Linked DNA regions of Mus musculus: region 1 is linked to region 2. A link is a contact called in public HiChIP or PLAC-seq data. All regions are on one chromosome and are shown on one strand. The core of a region is the stretch at or near the end of the contact, and the rest is flanking DNA. Distances in the headings are between cores, read along the strand shown.

Evidence for each region. HiChIP or PLAC-seq counts read pairs in DNA pulled down with a chosen protein or histone mark.
Region 1: a BATF HiChIP or PLAC-seq map of CD8 T cells shows a contact between it and region 2, with 5 read pairs. The contact joins the promoter of Scp2 here to the enhancer-like site in region 2. A contact is called at or near these places in 2 of 15 datasets of contacts at CTCF or cohesin (CD8 T cells and pro-B cells), 5 of 484 Hi-C or Micro-C datasets (CD8 T cells, the CH12 cell line, DN3 thymocytes and 2 more), 6 of 115 datasets of contacts at active chromatin or transcription factors (the 230-238 cell line, CD8 T cells, bone marrow-derived macrophages and 1 more) and 2 of 9 other capture datasets (adipose tissue and pancreatic islet).

The regions. Positions count from the first base shown.
Region 1 is chr4:108,117,143-108,119,867 of GRCm38.p6, forward strand. It overlaps Scp2 (sterol carrier protein 2, liver), which reads right to left and starts at 1,405. Exons shown (of 16, transcript NM_011327.4): 1 at 1,237-1,405. The coding sequence starts at 1,305.
Region 2 is chr4:107,987,642-107,990,401 of GRCm38.p6, forward strand. All of the region lies in intron 2 of Slc1a7 (solute carrier family 1 (glutamate transporter), member 7), which reads left to right. Among named protein-coding and RNA genes, the nearest start is that of Slc1a7, 21 kb to the left of the region's middle. Within about 2 kb of position 1,475, at least 60 of the 459 cell types and tissues checked have an H3K27ac peak or open chromatin away from gene starts, as enhancers often do. A contact at or near this core is called in the 230-238 cell line, CD8 T cells, DN3 thymocytes and 3 more, where this site is marked.

The DNA.
Region 1 (2,725 bases), core at 155-2,654, 130 kb after region 2:
GTTTGAGAGACTGAATCAGAAGTTTAAAGCCAGCCAGGGCCATATAAGATACTTTTTTAAAAAAAAATCTAGAGAATATTCTGGAAAGTTTTACTGCCCACCTACTTACTATATGAGAAGCTCCCCCTCTGAGAAACAGTGGGATGCCCTTTAAGTTTTAGAACATATTAGTCAACTTTTCTATTTACATGTTTTGAATAAATTATTTGTTTTCACCTGTTACTAAGATAATGTAAAATTTGGGTTTTGTTTTTTTTTTTTACAGTACAAAAAGATTCTTCACAGTAACTCTTTCACCAGTAAATCCATTTAATATCAATCATCTAACATTCACTGTCATTAGGCACGAGTGATTTATCACTGTGAGTGATACAGCAGTAAATAATTGTGGTACCCACCCTGTAGCAATACATTAGGAGAATATAGTCATCTGAACAAAGAATCCCAGTGCATCAAAGTAAATTAGAGCTAAGCTCAAGGCTCTAGAGGTAAGAAAGACAAGATAGGGCTGGCGAGATGGCTCAACGGGTAAGAGAACTGACTGCTCTTCTGAAAGTCCTGGGTTCAAATCCCAGCAACCACATGTTTGTTTGTTTTGTTTTGTTTGTCGGTTTGGTTTGCTTTGTTTTGTGAAACAAGGTCTTGATATGATTCAGACTCGCAGCAGTTCTCCTGGCTGCATCTCCTAAAGCTCATACTAGAGATGTGAACCACCCGGCCGGCCTACTCGGGATTTAGAATCTAAGGAAGTGTGAGATTTGTGCTGTGTTGGGGGCTCCTTCACAGACTAAAAAGCTAGAATAAGCAAACAGGAAGGCGAATAAAAAAATGACTGAGAGGGGCTGGCGAGATGGCTCAGTGGTTAAGAGCACCGACTGCTTTTCCGAAGGTCCGGAGTTCAAATCCCAGCAACCACATGGTGGCTCACAACCATCCGTAACGAAATCTGATGCCCTCTTCTGGAGTATCTGAGGACAGCTACAATGTACTTACTTACATGTACTTACATATAATAAATAAATAAATCTTTAAAAAAAAAAAAAATGACTGAGAGAACAAGCCCAAGATACTGAGACCCTAGTGACAGCATCATACACCCTCAGGTCGCCTCTCTGGAGGGAAAGGTCAGAGGGACAGCAGCGCAGACTGTGACCGTCCCCTTGCCGCGCTTCCCTGTCGCCTCGGACTGCGGGGAATAACAGAGGCAGATCTCTCGCTGCTCACAACTCTGTTTACCTTGGTCATGCCAACGCCGACCACGAACACCCGGCGCAGGCGCGGAGATTTCAAAGCGACAGAAGGCATGGCTCCAGCAGCGAAGGTCTCCTACAGACTGAGGCTTTGCAGAACCAAAGCCGGGTCGGGTCCGATTATCCCAACCCCAGGCGTCGGGGGCGGGGCCGCAGCGTCAGGGGCGGGGCCGAGTTACGGGAACCGACCGGAGGAGGCAGGGTAGAGGATGTACGCATGCGTGGCGATCCTAGAGCCAAGTCCTTTATGGGTTCTTTTGACCTACTGTGTTAGACTCAGGCAAAGTTTCTCAAGGAGGCCTCGGTTTCTGTGCTTCCTCTTTTTACAGTGAGAGAGGGAAGGCCTAAAATGGAAGCTCTGGCCTCAGAGGAAACTCAGAATCCTGTGGGGATTCTCTAGAGTGTTAGAGACGTTCTGTATGTGTGAGAGTAGTTACAACACGCAGTATATGAGCAAAAAGCACGATGTACACTAATAAAGTCAGAATTCTATGTGCGGATAAGATGTTTTTTAAAAATTAAGTCAGATCAGGGCTTAGTGGTTCACACCTTTAATATCTCCACACGAGAGGAAGAGGCAGGCAGATCTCTGCCAAAAATGGTACAAAGACCAAAATCCATCAAAGACCTGGTCCATAGTTCCAGGAAACAGGAAAGTCTCTAAATGTGGTAACCTTACGTTTTGGCTTCCGTAGTTCTGTTTCTTGCTAATTGAAGTGTGCCAACCAGAATGTGGGTTTCCATGATTGGACAAGTATCCTCTGTAGCCAGGAGCCATCAATACGAAGTTTGTTCTCAGCCTTAAGAGTGTCTGTGTCGGGCTGGAAAGATGGCTCAGCGGTTAAGAGCACTGACTGTTCTTAAAGGTACTGAGTTCAAATCCCAGCAACCACGTGGTGGTTCACAACCATCCGAAATGCGATCTGATGCCCTCTTCTGGGGTGTCTGAAGACAGCTACAGTCATAAATAAATAAATAAATAAATAAATAGGAAAAAAAGGTATATATTACTATCCCCTAAACTTAAAAAAAAAAAAAAAAAAAAAAGAGTGTCTGTGTCTCTATTACTATCCCCTTTAAAAGAAAAAAAAAAAGAGTTTCTGTGTCTGAGCTGGCGAGATGGCTCAGCGGGTAAGAACACTGCTCTTCTGAAGGTCCTGAGTTGAGATCTGACGCCCTCTTCTGGTGTGTCTGAAGACAGCTACAGTGCACTTATGTATAATAATAAATAAATCTTAAAAAAAAAAAAAAAAACAGACTGTCTGTGTGCTGTTCTCTGGTGGACATGCCTCAAAACAAATTCAAGTCCAGCCTGGAATCATCTGCAAAGTGAGACCCTGTCTCAAAAAAAAAAAAAAAAAAAAAGAAGAAGAAGAAGAAGAAGTTATAATGTGCATGGGGGGGGCTAACTTGCTCTGTAGACCAGGCTGGCCTCACATACAGAAATCCGCCTGTCTCTGCCTCCCAAGAGCTGG
Region 2 (2,760 bases), core at 225-2,724:
CCTCCAGTCCTGCCCACCATTGTTCCTTGATCAGTTATCTGGTCCACAATGGGGTTCACAGTGCCAACCTGAATATTGATGTGGAAGCCAGGTGGGGTGCATAGGCAGCCTTCCTCTTCATCAGGAACCTGGCAGACAAGACCTCCCTTCCCCCACCCCTGCAGATTGAAACAGGCTGGGAGCCAGGCCAGCTCCCCGCCATCTCTGTAAGCTAATGTCTCTAATCACCTCAATCTCTTGATCCCCAATCCCTGGACACTCGGTAGTGAACCAGATGGCTTGGGAGGGAGTTGTAGGCCACTGGGCTCCCATCCTCCCTGGGGTTCCTCCTTGGGGCCTTTTACTGGGGCATTGCTAGGAGCACCTACCTAAGCATGGAGTGGGACAGACATGGCTTTTGTCCCTACCCTAAGTCAGGAGGAGTATTTGAAGTCATGTCTATAGGACTGGCTTTTCTGTCTGTAAGTCTTGTTCTAACATCCCATAGCTGGTCAACTTCGCTGTACTTGATTACTCCCTCAGACGGCAGGCTCACCAACAACAACCTACAGGCTGCAGCTATGGACAAGGCAGAACTCTGAGAGCTGAACTGAGAAGGGATTGCATGGGCTGGATCACATGGCAGTCATTATCATCCCAAAGTAGGCCTTAGACCAGAACCAAGAAACAGTGGGCAGAAGGGTCAGGAACTCTGCTCCAATCTTGGTTCTAAAACTTACTTCCTGAGTAGCCTGGCCAGGCGTCTTTCACCCTGAGCTCCATTGTCCCTATGTCAACCCAGAGCCTTCTCAGTATGGTAGCCACTAGGCTATCAAGTACTTGATATACAGCTAGTACATATACTGATTTATTGATTAATTTTAATTAAAATGTAAAGCCTGTGGAAGCATAAAAATTTCACATTGATTATGCATGGCAATAGTTTGGATATAGCAGGTTAAAGTATTATTAAATAGATTTCATATTTCCTCCTCCTCCTCCTCCTCCTCCTCCTCCTCCTCCTCCTCCTCCTCCTTCTTCTTCTTCTTCTTCTTCTCCTTTTCCTCCTTCTCTTTCTTCTCCTCCCCTCCTCTCCTCCTTCTCCTCCTTCTCCTTCTTCTCCTTCTCCTCCTTCTCCTTCTTCCCCTCCTCCTCCTCCTCTTCCTCCTCCTCTTCTTCTCTTTTCTTTTCTTTTTTCTTTGAGACAGGGTCTCACACTGTGGTCTGAGCTGTCTTGGCCTTTTTTAACTTTGTAAAATTAACTAAGAGGCAAGGGGCACAGGCCCTTGCCTATAATTCCAGTACTTGGGAAGTCAAGGGAGGAGATTCCAAAGAGCTTGGGGGCAGCTTCTAAAAAAACTAGTCAACTATTAGTAAATCTAAATGATGAGGAGTGGGTGCCCGGCATCGGGGTTCCTCAGGGTGTCGCTGACTCACAAGGCTGATGAACTGTGAGCGAGTGATATGCAGATCTTTGGGGAACTGAGAGCTCCTGGTAAACCGCAGCTCTATGGCTGCCAGGCAGGGTGTCTGGGCTATGTCTTTCATCACAAGCTCCATTCTGGGTGTAAGAGAGAAATCAGAGAAATAGAAAAAGCCACAGAACCCTCAGATCGTGACTGTGTTTGCATTTCCTCCTGGCTTCCCACAGCTAGGTGTCCACGGTGGTTCCTCAGGAAATCGGGCTCTCATGACACCCTGCACACAATCCTGCAAGTCAGAGAGGAGTCTATTTCCCAGGAGGTTCTGGGGCTCCCTGTTGTTAAATCACTTTTCCACTTTACATTACATTAGGACTGTCTTCATAGTGACAAGTCTGCCCTTTTGGTGGCTGCATAGCACAGTGGTGTATAGACATCTTTGTAGCCATTCTTGGCTACTTTATGGGTTCTTCCTTCTTCCACCCTTCTACATCCCCTTTCTTCCACCCTTTCAACCCCATAATACTAGAGAGAATAGAAAAAATAGAGAGGAAAGGAAAGAGATCCCTGTATAAAGTCAGGAATCAGAAAGGGGGTGATATTATAGTGAGACAACTTTCTGCAGACTGGGGCATCCAGTTCCTTGGCGGGGGGGGGGGGGGGCAGTTTGAGCCTTGCTGTCAGGATATCTAATTATTTCTTCTTCTTCTTCTTCTTCTTCTTCTTCTTCTTCTTCTTCTTCTTCTTCTTCTTCTTCTTCTTCTTCTTCTTCTTCTTCTTTTTCTTCTTCTTCTTCTTCTTCTTCTTCTTCTTCTTCTTCTTCTTCTTCTTCTTCTTCTTCTTCTTCTTCTTCTTCTTCTTCTCCTTCTCTTCCTCCTCCTCCTTCTCTTCTTCTTCCTCTTCTTCCTCATCCCCCTCTTCTTCTTTCCACATGACTACTTAACAAACCAAAACTAACAGTGACCAACAATGCATTTATATACCCTCTGAAAAGTCCCCAGAATTCCAAATGTCACACAATTGTAGAAACTATCTACTGCTGGCAAAATCAGACCCCTGCTAGAGCACGAGGCAAATCATAGTCAGCTGCCATGGAAAGTCTGAAGCAGCCTCATACCCCACACCTGAGATTAAAACAAAAACATGGTCTTATAATATTTACTGAGGTGGGGTTGGGTTTTTTTTGTTTGTTTTGGGGGGGTGTTTGTTTGTTTGTCTTTTAGAAACCAAAACTCCAAAATTGTTGCTACACATCTTTTCATCTTAGGACCAAAAATTTAGCTTCTGCCCATTTCAGAGGCTTCAGGAGATGCACAAATCACCCTGGAAATCCCCCTGCCTCAAACCTTGGGAATGTTTC